Linked DNA regions of Sus scrofa: region 2 is linked to region 1. The links are chromatin contacts, called in public HiChIP or PLAC-seq maps. All regions are on one chromosome and are shown on one strand. The core of a region is the stretch at or near the end of the contact, and the rest is flanking DNA. Distances in the headings are between cores, read along the strand shown.

What was found. HiChIP or PLAC-seq counts read pairs in DNA pulled down with a chosen protein or histone mark.
Region 2: an H3K27ac HiChIP or PLAC-seq map of alveolar macrophages shows a contact between it and region 1. The contact joins the enhancer-like site here to the promoter of NDST1 in region 1. A contact is called at or near these places in 1 of 5 promoter capture datasets (liver), 14 of 47 Hi-C or Micro-C datasets (alveolar macrophages, brain, embryonic fibroblasts and 6 more) and 2 of 2 datasets of contacts at active chromatin or transcription factors (alveolar macrophages and skeletal muscle).

Annotation. Positions count from the first base shown.
Region 1 is chr2:151,432,594-151,435,205 of Sscrofa11.1, reverse strand. NDST1 (bifunctional heparan sulfate N-deacetylase/N-sulfotransferase 1) reads right to left here and starts at 1,281. Exons shown (of 15, transcript XM_021085025.1): 1 at 1,195-1,281. It overlaps RPS14 (40S ribosomal protein S14), which reads left to right and starts at 1,255. Exons shown (of 5, transcript XM_021085027.1): 1 at 1,255-1,391; 2 at 1,968-2,118; 3 at 2,612. The coding sequence starts at 1,970.
Region 2 is chr2:151,485,952-151,488,563 of Sscrofa11.1, reverse strand. The region is part of intron 1 of NDST1 (bifunctional heparan sulfate N-deacetylase/N-sulfotransferase 1); the gene reads right to left. Among named protein-coding and RNA genes, the nearest start is that of RPS14, 53 kb to the right of the region's middle. Within about 2 kb of position 1,328, at least 13 of the 83 cell types and tissues checked have an H3K27ac peak or open chromatin away from gene starts, as enhancers often do. A contact at or near this core is called in alveolar macrophages, retroperitoneal adipose tissue and skeletal muscle, where this site is marked.

The DNA of each region.
Region 1 (2,612 bases), core at 32-2,531:
ATATCACCTCATTTACGTAAGACGGTATATCACACGCTGAAAACACAGGAATATATTAAGTATAGATAGTTACCTCTGCAACGATGCTCCAATTTGACGACAGAAAAAAGAACTTAGAGATGACTTTTACTTTTTGCTACCCACTTTTTTTTTTTTTTTGGCCACACTTGCAGCATGCAGAAGTTCCCAAGTCAGGGAACTGAACTCGTTTACCCCTGCAGTGACAGTGATGAGTCCTTAACCCAATGCACCACAAGGGAAATCCTGAAATCCCTTTCCTTTTGGGGGGGGGTAGTCTTTTTAGGGCTGCATGGGCAGAACAGGAGTTTCCCAAGCTAGGGGTCGAATCAGAGCTACAGCTGCCATCCTACACCACAGCCACAGCAACACCAGATTTGAGCCACATCAGAGACCTACTACAGCTTGCAAGTGATGCCGGATCCTCAACCCACTGAGCAAGGCCAGGGATTGAACCCACATCCTCATGGATGCTAGTCAGGTCTGCTGAGCCATAACGGGAACCCCCTGAAATCCCTTTCTTTAAAAGAGAAATCAGGAGTTCCAAAAAAAAAAAAAAAAAAAAAAAAAAAAGAAAGAAAAAAGAAAGGAGTTCCCATTGCGGTTGAGCAGCTTAAGAACCTGACTCCTGACTAGTATCCATGGGATGCCGGGATTCGATCCCTGATCTTGCTCAGTGGGTTAAGGACCCAGCGTAGCTGCAAGCTGCGGAGTAGGTCACGGAATGTGGGTTGGATCTGGTGTTGCTGTGGCATAGGGTGGCAACTGCACCTCTGACGTGACCCCAGCCCAGGAATTTCCACATGCCACAGGTGCCATGAATAATAATACTAAAAGAAAAATCAAAACGACGTCTTTGATAATGTGGTAAGGATTAAATGGATCAATGGCTATCGGTCGCTTATCCCGGCCTCGTACATAACGACAAGTACTGAATAATTTACTCCTATTTTGCCCAGAACACAGCGGATGAGACTTTCACCGCTGCTGCTGTTCGCCTCCGCGCCACGCGGTGCGCTGTCGCCTCCGGGCTGGCCGGGCCGGGGACGGGGCGCCGGACGTTCGTCTAGCTGCGGCCTCCGCCATCCCGGACGCAGGCCCGCTCCACCCACCCAGTGCGGCTGCTTCGTGCAGCTTTAGAAGCCGACGCGCTCGCTGGGACACCGAGCCCCTTACCTCCTCAGGCGCCCCACTGAATCAACCGTATTCTCGAGGGCGTCTTCATCTCGGAAACGCTAAAGTCGGCGTCTTCCGGAGCAGCCGGCCTCGCCCCGTGACCTCAGACGTTCACTTCCGGGGATACGGACGTGACCCGTCGCCCCGCCTCCTCCCACTCTCTCTTTCCGGTGGCGGAGTCTGAAGGCGACGCGCAGGTAGGCTCCCTGGGCCGGGACAATCGAGCGGCATCCTGCGGCCTGGGGGCCCAGCGAGATTCGGGGCGCGGGCCTGAGGTTTTGCCGCGAAAGCCAAGCCAGGTGCGGGGCGGGAGGCGCGCGGCGGGTCGATGCAGACTCTGGTTGGCGCTGTCTCGGAGGCGGAGGTTTTGGCTCGGAACCGCCTGTAACGCGGGGTCCGCTCGGGGCCGGGCCCAGGGGCACAGCCACCTCCGCCGGGCCACGGCGGGGGGCGGGGAGGAGCGGGAACGTCGTCCCGGGAGCGAGCCTCGGGTCTCCCGCTTGTTTTCGGTCTGGGAAGTTGGGGTAATTGCCGCACGGGTCCCGTGGGGTCTTGGGACGGATTCGGGGCGGGAAGGCAGGGGACGCGGCCCCTTCGTGGGCGGTTCCTGGATCAGTGATGCCAGGGCGGGCGCTGCACGTGGCGGCTGCAGGGCGGCGTCGAAGCCGGGAAGGGGCCGCAGCCGCTGGGGAGGCCGCGCGGCCTGGGGGGCGGCCGAGCGAGTGCGCGCGCCCGCGCTCCTTCCCGGAGCCGGGGCTGTTCCTCTGCCGCAGAAATGGCACCGCGCAAGGGGAAGGAGAAGAAGGAGGAGCAGGTCATCAGCCTCGGCCCGCAGGTGGCTGAAGGGGAAAACGTGTTCGGCGTGTGTCACATCTTCGCGTCTTTCAATGACACTTTCGTCCATGTCACCGATCTCTCGGGCAAGTGAGTATCAGGAGAGGCCCAGGCCCCCGCTCGCAGGGCCTGGGGTTAGAAGGGGGGGAAGGGACCCCGGGGCTGGGCGGCAGGTGGAGGGTCTCTTGTGAGAATTGGAGCGAGCGTTCACTCAAGGAAGGTGTGGCCTCCGGGTCCCGGGGTGTAAGAGGAGGCACGTGTGTCCCTCAGCGGCTTCCCAGCCTGGGGGGGGTCTCTAAACCCTCGGGGTGTCCTGGCACTTACAGGGGCGCTGGTGGCCTGGCGTCACCCCGGCGGCAGGTCTCGCTGTCTCGGCTGGCTGTCCTCGTGTGCAGGGGTTGGAGCGGCCGGTGCGGCGGGTCACACGTGTCTCAGGCCTCTGGAGCCTGTCCCCGCAGAGCTCGCGGCTTTCCGGTCCCCGGCGGGGACGCCTGCCGGCCCCGAGCGGCGGTGCGTCTGTTGGGGCCTGACGGACACTCTGCAGCCTCGCGGGTGAGAGAGGACCCTGTGCTTTTGTCCCCAGG
Region 2 (2,612 bases), core at 79-2,578, 53 kb before region 1:
GAGGGTAAAAGGCGTGAGGGCTGGGCTGGCGCAGCCACTGAGGGGACGTGGGCCTCGAGCTGGAGCCGGGAGTGAAGGTCAAAACCCTTCGGAGCCCCAAGGTCGCAGGGCGTACTCGGCGCAGGCACAGCACACGGAGACCCTCCCGTGCTTCCGAGCCCTTGGCCTAGAGGCAGCAGCAGCGCGAGTGTGCAAAGGTTCGCCTGCAGAGCAGCCCAACAACAGGCGCTGTCTCAGTGGAGCCAGGCGGGCCCAGGAAGGAATCCAGGCAGCCGCCGACGCGGGGACATGGACCGAGCCCGAAATGAGGCGCCCCGCAGGCCACTGAGAGGAAGACACTTACCGAGCACACCAGTCGTGTTTTGTTAAACTCGTGCGCACGGGCCACAGACTGTTACTAAATCCAAAACAAGGTAACCGTCAGTTCTGATTTTCCTTTTTTGGTTCCTAAGTTTCCTACAATAATCACTTATTAATTTTGCGAATATAAGAAAACCAATGTTTCTAACAGATGTGCTCAGAAGCCAGACGTGGCCGAGTCTTGGTGTGAGGCCTGCCCCTGCTTCGCCACAACGACAGGACAACAGCAACGACGACGGGCTGTGTGGCCCCAGGCACTCCCCCCCCCCTTGCTGGGCTTCGCGCCTGCCAGACGGGGCCTGGCCCAGGTGGCATCCGGGGCTCTCCCACCTCTGCTGTTCTGCAGCTCAGTCTCTACCGCGTGCCAGCGCCAAGGGGACCCACGGCAGCCAAGGAAATAGGCCCCTGCAGCGCAGGGGGCTCGTGCCACAGCGGGAGGGCAGGCATCCGAGAGAACCGAGGGCCTGAACCCTCCGGGAGGCAGAGGGGGCACAGCCCAGGAAGGCTTCTTGGAGGAAACAGTACCTGCCTGGCCACAACGCCAGGTAAGGGTTGACCAGGAACAGGAAGACAGAGGCAAGTGTGCAGCCTGGCGATGAGGGGGCGGCAGAGCTTCCCAAGCGGTGCCTGCAATTCTATCTGACAGCAGGGCGAGCCAGGAGAGCTGGGGTGACTGGTGCTGCTCATTCCCAAGGGGCCCCGGTGTCCCACTTCCCATCGATAAGGGCAGCCCCCCTTGCCCAGCAGCTGCAGGGAGTGCCCCCTGCCTCCCACCCAAAGCTGCCCGCCGCTGCCGATGCCTGGGATCGACCGCCCACTTGGGCCACTGGCCTTCCGTCTATGGCATTAAAAACCTTTCAGCATGTGTGCGAATGAGGCAGCCAGCAGAGGGCCAGGACTCTGGGCGGCACAGGCCCTGCGAGAATCTGACACTTTCCCATTAAGAAAAAAAAAGTGCACATACGCTGGACGCTGTTGTAAGAGGCCCAGAGCCCAGGCCCAGGCCCCCAGCCCAGCCGGGACCGAAAGCACTCGGTTAACAGAGCCCGAGAGCTACGCGGGCAGACAAGAGCCACACCCAGCCGCATGCCGCACGCGTCACCTTCCCGTGCCCCGGTTTCCCAATCATTATCCCTGAAGCAAGCAGCTCCTGCTGCTGAACTAGGGTGCACTCAACACGGGGGACACCCGAGCCCACAAAGCAGGTCACGCTCAGGCTCACTCGCTCTCGTCTCTAGCTGCACTGAACCCCCCAAAGCCACACTCTCAGAAGCCAGGCCTTGCCCAGGAGCTGGGTGGAGGGGCAGAGGCCCGACAGAGGCCAGGAGGCTGGGGAGAAGGCCATGCAAAGCCCAGGCCGGGGGTTGGGGGGAGCCTGGGGTTAAGAGACGCAGACTCTGGCCTTTGGAATGGATGAGCAACGCGGGCCTGCTGTGTGGCACTGGGAACTATGTCCAGTCACTTACGATGCAGCCTCATCATGTGGGGAGAAGAGGCTGTACGTGCATAACTGGGTCACCAGGCTGTACAGTAGAAAAAAAATAATGTGCTGGGAAAGCCAAAAAAAATGTATTCGGATCTCTTTAAAAAAAGGAAAAAAGCCCAGGCCTGAGAGAGGGTACAGGAAAAGAGAGGGGGCCACCTGGCCCCCGACCCCCCGGCACAGGGCTGATCGCCCGCACACTGGCCACGGGGACCTCCAGCACGGCAGCCCCTCAAAGGCCCGGCACCAGCCACTCGAGGCCCCTCCACACCACCCTGAGCTCCTGCACCCCTGTGGCTCAAGGCTGGCAAATGCGGGGGGTGGGGGCCTAATGGCCCTGGACCCCCCCAGGCTTCAAGACAGCTGGGGGCTGAGGTCTCAGCACTTCCCCACTGCCTAGGCCTTGCCAGCATCGCCAGCCATTTTGCTAAACTCCCGTCTCGCCCAGCCAGTCACCAGTCTTGGGTGCATCTAAGCCTCGGCAATGAGCTTCCCCTGCCTGGAAGGCCTCCCCTGGCCCCTTGGGACACTTACGCACCCTTTTAGCGTCACCACCTCTCTCAAGTCACCTCCACCCCTCACTCCCTGGCCTCCCCACGTCCACAGTGTGGAAGCTGCAAACCGGGACCCTCAAGCCAAAACAGGAGGCAGGAGCGGGTGTCGGTGTCAGCTGCTGGCGGCCGGGGGGTGTGTGCTCGGCGTCCTAAGAATCGGCTCTTTGTAAAGCTCAAATTCCGACAGCACTTGTCTTCAACTGGAGATTAGTTAC